Regions from separate parts of the Zea mays genome. Here all the other regions are linked to region 2. A link is a contact called in public Hi-C data. All regions are on one chromosome and are shown on one strand. The core of a region is the stretch at or near the end of the contact, and the rest is flanking DNA. Distances in the headings are between cores, read along the strand shown.

The links. A called contact is a pair of places that touch in the nucleus more often than the background predicts.
Region 1: a Hi-C map of ear shows a contact between it and region 2, with 2.8 times the contacts expected there. The contact joins the promoter of LOC100276818 here to the promoter of LOC100280056 in region 2. A contact is called at or near these places in 5 of 25 Hi-C or Micro-C datasets (ear, endosperm, leaf and 1 more).
Region 3: a contact with region 2 is called in a Hi-C map of endosperm, with 3 times the contacts expected there. The contact joins the promoter of LOC100274613 here to the promoter of LOC100280056 in region 2. A contact is called at or near these places in 2 of 25 Hi-C or Micro-C datasets (ear and endosperm).

What each region holds. Positions count from the first base shown.
Region 1 is chr10:26,482,234-26,485,904 of Zm-B73-REFERENCE-NAM-5.0, reverse strand. It overlaps LOC100276818, which reads right to left and starts at 1,319. Exons shown (of 6, transcript NM_001150527.1): 1 at 1,038-1,319; 2 at 399-619; 3 at 11-114. The coding sequence starts at 1,147.
Region 2 is chr10:26,694,841-26,698,325 of Zm-B73-REFERENCE-NAM-5.0, reverse strand. It overlaps LOC100280056 (VIN3-like protein 1), which reads right to left and starts at 1,965. Exons shown (of 4, transcript NM_001152996.1): 1 at 1,747-1,965. The coding sequence starts at 1,783.
Region 3 is chr10:26,831,960-26,835,419 of Zm-B73-REFERENCE-NAM-5.0, reverse strand. It overlaps LOC100274613, which reads right to left and starts at 1,848. Exons shown (of 1, transcript XM_008664401.3): 1 at 899-1,848. The coding sequence starts at 1,519. The coding sequence ends at 1,274.

The DNA.
Region 1 (3,671 bases), core at 70-2,569, 210 kb after region 2:
TATAACTTACCCATTTGAATTTGAACTTAATATCTTCAGACATAATTGCCACTGAGAAAACCCCTAATACAATGGCATGAATTGACTCCTTCCCAATCATTTCAACCATCCCTTCTGAAGTTAGCAAACAATTAAACATCAGACTATGCATTTCAAATCAGTACCAGGCCAGGTTATTACTTCATTCCACAAGATATGATGGCAGATCAGTCACTAGCAAAAGCACTGATAGAATTTGTAATGGCAGTATAGAAAGCTTCAATAATGTAGTATCCCCAAGTACTAGTAACATGCTTATTTGCTGGCATGAGCTGATACTGAACGCAGTCAATCAGGTCTACTGTCTACAGAAATACTACAACCATTAGTGCTCAAATTGACAAAACAAACCAACTTACCCAGGATCATGTCCGGCTGGGGAGAGAACAGCAGCAGGGTGGCATGCACTTGGACGCTGAAATATGGCACCAAGCCATTCATGATTTTGCCATAAGAAACGGGTTCAGCAATTTGATCATTACGGTCACTCCTTTCATATATGGGTTTGCCCTCTTTGTCTTTGCCAATAAGGAATGAAACTTCATGCATCAGCAACACGCCATCAAAACGGTCCACATACCTGATATGAATTGGCACCATACATATTTGCTCAAACAATAATCAAACTAGCTACAGAAAGCTTCATGGCAGCTCGAAAGTGGCATGAAATTTTGGCCAAACAATAATCAAACTTGCTACAGAAAGCTTGCGACAGCTCGAAAGTGGCCATAAGAATGTGACGAAGAATCAACCAAGGGTCCTATAGCCTCATGCATAATCTCTCCGGGGACTGGACACCTAACGATTTGCTCGGAACTCAAGCCTTATAGCGGCTAAAAGGCGACGCTACCCACTCCCACATCCCCAACCATCCCATATTTCGCGTCTTCCTGCGATTCGAACCCGGATGCGTATGAAAACGGTAGGTCAAGGAACACGAACTTTGCAAAACGCATAGGGAGGAGATGCACGGAGATAGGGAAGGGGAGCGGACGCACGTGAAGAGAAGCGCGCTAAGCTGGCGGGATACGGCGTGCCGGACGCGCTTGGCGTTGGAGGGGTGCACGTACACCGTGAGCTCCGCCTCCGCTTTCCGGAGGGCCTCCATTGCGGGCGGCGGCTGCCGGCGAGCTGAACTCAGAGGCAGAGGCGACACGACAGGGCGCGAGGATGCTGCCTGCCTGGACCCGCTCGGTGTTGGAGGAAGGAGGATACGGCGGCTACCGTCCCGCTCGCGGGAAAGCTAGGGCGGCGGCGAAGGAGCTCAGTGTGGGGAAGCTAGGGCGGCCGTGAAAGGGAAGCCAGGGCTTTTCGAACCCAATGGCTCCGGCCCACAGAATCGACGAGGCCTGTTTTTTTTTCCTGGCTCGGGGGGCCAGTCAGGCCGAGGGGCTGCAACTTGCCTCCACGCCTTCTTGAGCCACGCTGTGGAATCCACGCACTAATTCTAAACAATGTTTAGAAAATAACACTTATTTTTAAGCAATTTAGAAACGGTACCAATTTCATTAACGGGGCGTTTGGATCCCTTCATTTTAGAGGAATTGGAATTCACTCAATAAAGTAACTTATTTAGTTTGGAATTTAACATTCCACCACTTTTCAAAGTTCAGATATAAACCTATCTCAAATTCATGGGTGGAGGGTGGGAAATGATTTTATGCATTAGTAGAATTTGTTTCTACTCTGTAACTTATATGACACTCTTCGTCTCACTCCTCTATAGTAAAAATGTAGCACATAAATATCTCCGACATCTTGCTAATAATAGTATATAAATATATTTTGCATAAAACCGAATTAGCTTAATTGATATATGTCTAAATTATTATTATTATAATGAAATTCAATTCCAATGATCCAAACGGGGCGTAAATAAATTTAGAAAACAACACTTTATCTATATTTTTGATTAGTTTATTTCTCGTCTCACAAGAAAATGGACTAAATTGACCATATCATTTCGTAGCCTTATTTTTTTATCTATTTTATCCACAAGAACAACATAAATACATACAAATATATGAGCTATAGTTTTATATTCGTAAGCATAGTGTTCAACATACAAATAAACATATATTTTCTATAAATAAAGAAGTCTAGATTTAACCATCGAACTTCAAAATTATAATTTGAGATGGAGGGAGTAGTTTTTAAAGAATACACAATTTTTTAAATAAGACGAGCGACTTAAGTTTTTTCAAAAAAACAATCACATCAAATAAAAAGGAACAAAAGAAGTATAATGGAAGACCTTTTAGTGAGCTAAGTTTGTCAATTTTAATAGTTCAATGCTAAAGATAACTGGGTTTGAAGTTCAATAGTTTAATCTAGACTTCTTCCTCAATAAAACAATATGTGCCTATTTGTATTTTTAACACTATAAAATAAAATAGAACTAGTATATTTTATCTATTTAATTTTTTATGGACAGAGGGCTATGAAACAAATAGGGGTAATTTGGTCCAATTGTATGCGGTCCATTTGTATGCAAAATATAGATGAAGTATTTTTTCTGAATTAATTTGGTGAAACAAGTGATGTTCTATGAATTGCTTGAAAACAGATGCTATTTTTTAAACGCCGTCTCAAATAAGTGCTATTTCGTGGATTCTCGTGAGCCAGGCTAGCATCCTGCAACATTGTTTGCTTGAGCCAAATACAATGGGCGTGATTGGTTATCATCATAGTGTTAGCTACAGCTAATGGAAGGAGAAGATAGTAGAGAGGGAGCAGAGGTAGGAGACGAGAATAGGAGAGGAATCAGGAAAATGTCGTATTCATTCAGAGTAAAGTTCATACATGCCCCTTCCTACTGTCCAAGCCAACAACATATATACGACTACTTAGGAACATGGCTCACCAACCGGTGACCGAGGGACACAACCCCACACGCTAGAGACTTACTCCTAGACAGGACCACAACAACAAGGCTGCAGTTAGTTACATCAACTCAGGACCTGCGACTCGAATATTAGTGTCTTCCACGCTCACCCGGATGGAGTTCCTCATGTGGAGTATCTGACAATGGTGGTGTAACATTCTCTCCTCCTTAAAATTCGACTTGCCCTCAAGTCGATGTAGAATCTGAGCACATCCATGATCCTGATGCTCTGAGTGAAGCAGCATGTGTTCCTAGGTAGCCAGATCCAACGAAAGTCCTGACCAAGCCAGGAGCACTTGCTGCACAACATGGTTTGGACACCCAAAACCCAGCAGCAAGCTTGAGTGGCGAGACATGTAGCACCGAGTGGGTACGTCTTGAATCTAGAAGTTGCAGGTAGTAAGCAACATTGCCCACACGAGCCAAAACCTGGTAAAGTTATGATGTGCCTTCTCCATTGACAGCTCCCGCCCAAAAACCGCAGAGAACACTGAACTGAAAAATGCAGCTGCAAGCTCAAAGAATTCAGAGCAATAATCATACTTGTCATCGTTAGCACCTTTAAAGCCATTTTCCATGAACTGACAGCAAACCAATTCAGTCCATGCAGCCCTACAATTTCCTTTTTTAGAAAAAAACATCCAAACCAAGCTCACCCATCCATAGCTTGACAATCAAGGATTCCACTGTTGCCTTCCTAGATTTATATACTTGTGTAATGTTAACTCCAGACAAGTGTATCCGATAT
Region 2 (3,485 bases), core at 716-3,215:
AACAAGAATAAAATCAAACTATATATGGACGATGCATAGGCTAGGTTAGTGCTCCACAGAAGCAGTAGGCAAACCCATCCCCATAGCCGACCGGATGGATCAAACAGAAGGAAAGATTCAGGTTTGACTGCTCACGGCAAATAAGAGACCATACGGAAAAATCGAACAATCTAAACGAGTTAGGGCTTACCGGCAGATCTGAACAGATCCCCACTCAGCGCCATCCTGGCAGAAGAAATGGGGCAAGGAGGAACACCTGCCAAGTGAGTGAGTGAGTGAGTGAGTGAGAGGGGTAAGGGGTGAGAGGGGGGATGGATGCCGGCAGGGAGGAGGCTATGAATGTGTTGTCCAGTGGAAGGGGGTGTCGCCAGCTACCGAAAAGTTGTTTTCCCCCTTTGGTTGAGAAAATAAGGAGAGTCAAGCAAATCTCCGTCGTTTAATAAGCTGGTGCCTACTCATTTGTGCCAAGACCTATCACAAGGTCTTGTTTTGATCTGATGACACCTAACTTTCCAATACCATGATTTGACAACTACGGCAAGACAATTTGCTTTGGCTCTATGATTTGTTATTACAGCCAGCGTACACAATCAATTGGGCTGTACAGATTTTGTAAACCCAATTTATTGAAGTTGGACTTTACTCCCATAATTTAGGACTTCATAAATTTTTAGTTTACACCAAAATCCAACGGTTTAAAACCAAACCAAATACCAGGATACCCAAGAAGCAAGATAATTTATTTGGGAAACCTAGATTCCAAAAATATTTACTTATTTAGTAAAAAAATAGAACCTCGATTTTGTCATATCTATTATTTTTTAATGCATAAATGATAAAACATCTAGTGGAGAGTTCTTTCGTCTCAAAACTTCACCAAAAAAATGATTTTTTGCTGCCGCACACTAAACTAGAAACATTGAATCGTGGATATTGATGCAAGTGTTGCTGCCAAATCATGAGCCATCCGATAGGAAACTTTAGCGCAGATAACCATTTGAATATGAACCCTTTATGTAAAAAATCCTCTTTTTGTTGGTTACCTAGAACTACATGTAAAGTTGTACTCCTATAAAGCATGTAGACATGGAAGCTTTCGCTTGTACACATTCAAAGCACATCTGTCTCAATTGGAAGTTGAGAAACTGCCCTAATTCCATTTAAAAGCAAAAAAAGGCAGGCTACAATGCATTGATCATTTCAGGTGGAAAGTTTAGTCTTTTCACAGTTAAATAGCAGATAGCACGAACTGAGCCAGTAACATCGTAACAGCAGCAAATAAACCATAGGATTGGAAAAGGTGGAACCCGAACAGATTATTAGTATAGTGTGAAAAAACATACAAAAAAATGAATAGATGCCGCTTTTTAGTCACTATGGATCCTTCATGTAAAAGTTGACACCAAATTGGCCAACCTCACTGGCAGGGGCGTTACAGGGGGCGTGCAAGATAAAATCGAGTGAATTCAATTAAGAGCAAGAAATCAATAACCAGAGTAATTATCTAGTGACTAAATGCATACAAGCATGGCAAGGTAGCAGTACAGCTAAGCGACAACGTACTATGACAGCTAAGCGAACTGAGCCATGGATGACTAAGGACCATGCCCAGCAGCAGCAGGCAAGCAAACAAATCCAACCCCGAACAAATTCGGGGTTGCGGTCGATCGCACACAGGGCATAAAGCGCAGGGCACCCCGCGACCCGGTGGGCGGGCGGGCGGTGGGCCTGGCGTGAGGGGCTTACCGGCGAGTTCCGGCGCATCCCCGCCCGAAGCCGCCATCCCGGCGGCCGACGGGTGGGGTCGGAGGATGGACGGTCTCGCCTGCCAATGGAGCGAGCGTGGTGGGGGGGACGGGCCAACGGCCGGACCAATCCCGTCGAGGCGAGCGGGCGGCGATAGCGTACGTAGGTTGTTAGCGCGCGGCGGCGGAGAGGACTCCACCAAGGGTTTGTGTTTGCTCGATCGAGCGGTGCTGTGCACGCCGGGAAACGACGTCCCAAGTTATTAGCAACTTTGGTTTCGGTCAGATTCTTTTGCCCTTTTTCCTCCCTTTTTTTGACGCGGACGAGAGGTAATCTGACAGATTTGTGGTGCAACTTGCAAGAGGTTGAATTTGCTCGAGAAATGTTAGTCGATTTTGATCGTTCCTTCTTTATATTTCTAAAAAATTCCAATATATTCTATATCTACAGAGGCGGATCCATAGGAGTAAAGTAGATCATGACCTCTCAATTTTATATAACCTCTTATACTTAATGTACACTTATGGTTAAATATAGAAAAAATTATGTTTTGATAGGGGTCTCGTCAGATCAGTCTAGTCCTTCTGACAGCGTCCTTCTCCTCAACCTAGTTCTCGCATCTATCTATTCATCCCTATCCATCCCGACATTGCTCAATCTAGTCCTTTCATATGCCCCCCTTCTCAGTGTCCCTGCCCTTGCTCGTTGTCGTCGCGACGCTGGCCCATCGAGTAGCCCCGATCTCGCTCGCAGTGATGATGCAACCCGTTCCCGGTAGTCGATGAGCTTGGATGAATCAGCGAGCTCTGTCTCTCAACTGAAGACATCGTGTGACCTTGTCCCTTTCTTAGTGCCCCACTTTTTCGAGAGATAGACATTCGATAAGGTACACACGACATTGGTTCGATCAGCAAAAAAATAACGATATGTTTCATAGTTATCTTCTTTAAACTTTTATCATATATGGATATAAAACTTGAATTCAATGCAAAAAATAGTTTTTTATAGTATTACTTAATTTTGTCATGTGGTTTTTTGGCCCCTATAAATTTTGGTCCTGCATCCGCCACTGTATATCTATATCTATTTATACTTATATACATATTATTATATACTATATAATTCACCGGTTTAAAATTTACAAAATTCACTCAATCAAATCACTCCCACACTTGTAACCTTCACTAAATCCACCAATCAAATTACATCCAGACTTAACACATCATCAAAACTAATGATTCAAATAGTTAGATAACACTCTCTCTCTTTTACTTAAATTCAACGGACAATATTTGTCGGTGTTTCGGACCCGGGGGACTCTCAACCGGACCGACTAGTGAATTTTGTGTCGCGTGCCCCTGTCCAGATGGGTTGATGCAAGATGGAACACAAGAGGGGGATGAGGCTTATGTTATCTTGCACCGGGGGTGCTTGCAGTAGGGGTTACAAGCTGAGCGAGGGCGAGAGAGAGAGAGAGAGAGAGGGAGTTCGGCCTTGAGTCGACTGAGTTAGCCTCCTCCGCGTCTCTCCCACTTTTTCTGCATCCGCTCCCCCTTCTCCTTTTGGAAGGCCCTGGACATCCCCTTTTATAGATATAAGAAGATGGTCTAGTTGTACAATGGGGTGTAGCTATGTGCTAACGTGACCGACGGAGAAGCGCTTGAGCCCTGTAGAAGCGTAGATGGCGGTGCGGCATGGATCCTGCTGACGTTTCCTTGCTTCCGTAGAGAGCTTGGGGA
Region 3 (3,460 bases), core at 599-3,098, 140 kb before region 2:
CCCCCCCTCTAGGCGACTTTCAACACTGAAAAACATGTTAGTCCCGTTTTTGAGGACCTTCGGAGGAGGAAGGCCCCCAACAATAGCTGACAGGGTTAGCCACTTGGTACCTGCATACGAGGATAGAATTGTGAGGGTCTATGCAAAGAAGCCTGAGTTGGTTAGTGCACATGAAGTGAGCTACTTTGTTTTCATCATCAGTTTCCGAATGTTAATGAAATACTGGAATCCAGGTTGATATATCTCCAGATAAGAATATATGGTGAGAGGACTTAAGGATGCCCAAGAGAAAGATGATTAGATCCGACTAGCCATTGCAATGTCTTTTTGGAATATGACTTTATTTTATTTTGGAGGATTGATCGAAAACTTATTTGCCCTGATACTGTTATGCCATCTAGAAAACAAAACGTCCAAAATTTTATATATTATAATGATGTTTGTCATTCCATATCTTACGTTTTATACTAATTTTTAACTCTCGTGGCAACATATGGGCACATACCTAGTAGACTTTGAAGGAGACAACTGTAGTAAAATGTGATGATTTTAGGCATTTAAACTTTGAAGGAGGCAACTGTAGTAAAGCGCAGCACACCATCCTGTTGGAAAGCACAAGTTGAAAAAATGCTCCTATGATAGACTTTAAATAAAAGATAGAGCTATTTTTTTGTCATGTTTGTCTTATTAAACAGGTCGAGTCCTAGCCCGTTTAGAAACGACCATGCTTGGACTAGACCGAAAACTCTAAACGAGTCTGACACGTCGTCAGTACTGGGCTAGGCCTGAGTCCACATAGAGCTAGCCCGGACCAGGCTCGGATCAGCCCAAATAACGGACTACGTGCTGGGGCCGCGGGCCTCTGACCATCTATATTAGATTTTATTTGATCTTATAATAAATACTACTCCTATATACTGTTTATATAACTCTCTTCACCTAGATATTACAACATATTACATACTGTTAAATATATACACTCCTCTGACTCCACCTACGTATTAGGTAGGTCCATCTCCTACGTACTATATACTGTTTGAGCTTCACCGACTCCAGCTTTTCTGACACCGCTAACGTTCACCTCATAAAAATGTTTAGGGAAACCTCCCCACTACTCTCACAACATACACACATAATAGCCAGTGCATCCAGTTTTTTTCCTCCACTGCTGAGGTGAGAGCTCTAGGAATCAAAGAGGACCCGTAGCAGGATCGCTCGATCGATCATTGGGTCGATTGGGGTTCATCGAGACTGCCGAGCAGAAAACATGCATTCACATCCGCTCCAGCTGCTCGTTGTACACGTCGCGCGGCTGCGGCACCCGTTCGTGCGGCAGCGGCAGCGGCAGGGCGCCCTCCGCCTCCACCGCAGCCGCCTTCTCGGCCTCCCGCTTTGCCGTGCTCCGGCTGGCACCGTCGCCTCCACCCTCCACGCACTTCGCTCCTGCAGGCCCGCCGTCGCTGGGAGGACGTCGCGGGTCCTCGGTTCTCGCCTTTGCCGCCTGCGCCTCCATGTCCATGGTGGTGAGGTGTTCAATTCAGCGGGTGCACGGTGCACCTGACGCGTGCGTCTGTGCCCTGGCCTGTGCTGTTCATTTTGTATCCTCCGCCACGCCACGTGTACATCCACGCCGCAAGCCGGCAACACAGATCTGGAGGCAACCGCCACGTGCATCCACGCGGCAGCGCACTGCACGTGCTGTGCCTACGTGTCCGGGTGAGCATTGCGAGTTGGACGGCATATCAGGGCTGTCAATGGATCTGACATCTAACATAGAACAAAAAGGTAAAGTTAGCCGTTGAAGTTGTGGAGATCTACAGTTTGTCGCAATTTTGTTGTATGAGAAGTACTTGTACAAATAGATTAACAGCGAAGCTAGCAAATAATTTATCGGGTCATTAACATTATCTACTCGATCCGTACTATAAAATTACTTTTTTAACAATGTTTTTCCGTTAGATATGTAGGGGTTGTTTGAATGCACTAGAGCTAATAGTTAGTAGCTAAAATTAGCTATAGACATCCAAACACCCTTTAACTATTAGCTACTTTAGTAAATTAGTTAATAGTTAGCTAGGTATTTGTTAGCCAGCTAATTTCACTGGTATTTTTTAGCAAACTAACTATTAGCTCTAGTGTATTCAAACACTCCCTAAAAAATTGTTGAAGTCAACTGACACCGACAAAAGGGTATGACTCGGCTCCTGAAATAGATCACCTGCTATCCCAAGAAGCCAAGAATATTAAATTACCTGTGTCATGTTGGAGGCAAACACCATGGCTATGTTCCTAGCGTTCATCTTATTGAGCTCTCCTCTTCAACAACACCAGACATTAGCTCAACAGAAAACAGCCCAATTGAGGAGTGCTGCCTGACTGGGACAGCAACAGCGTCATAAGAGCATCTACAAGAACTCATTAGAAAATGATTTCTAAAAATCAGTTTTAAGGGGTATCTAAAAAATATTAGGGTAAATTTTAACAATTTCTCGAACAATTCTCTTAAAAATAGATCAAAAATATTTTAAACTAACCTTTTGGAGATGCTCGCTCAAGGAACTCTCCTTCGGAATTGCATCAAAGCACTTGCTCACGAGAGAGGTCATCGAGGACACCTTTTAGACCTTATTCGGTTAATCCCGTTACTCATGGATTGATAGGATTGTAAAAAATTAAAAAGAAGTTTGACTTGCTTGAGATTTTAACCTACATAATCCCACTCAATCCACATGGATTGAGAGATAACTCAACAAGCCCTTAAGCCTACATAAATTTCGGTGGAACTAGTGTTGAGAGTTATCTATGTTCTAAATCAGTTGAAATTAAGGATGTTTCTAAAACATCTGACTTATATGATAAATATAATATTTTAACATAGATATACATATAATTTAAAGCTAATTTTTAATCATGTTATTAAGAATATTATGAAGTACAAAATAAAATTTTGTATATTTTTTGTGTGCATTATTTTCTCTCTGATGAAAAAACATTCAAATCCGTATATGTATCTGAGATTTATATCAATTATTTAAAAAGATATAAAACAAATTTGAGATTTACTTTTCTAAAAATATTAATAGGCTCAATACTAAAAAGATGAATATAAATTTACATAGCAAATTCTATATGTTATTTATTCACAATCAAACAAATAAGACAAAAAATTTAAGATCCGAATAAGTATCCGGATCCATCCCTAGTTAAAATAAGTAACTTTTATTTTTGTATATTATGTATTTTTTATGTTCGATGAATTATGTAGATTTTATTTACGGTTTATAATCTATGTGTCGGCGTCTCGGACCCGAGGGGGTCCCTGGACCGACGAGTGAGATCGCTGCGTGCCCCTGCCCAGATGGGTTGGCGCGGGATGGAACACAAGAGGTGGGACAAGCCTTGTATTATCCTGCACCAGGGGTGCCGCTCGTAGTAGGGGTTACAAGCACGTCGCGTGAGG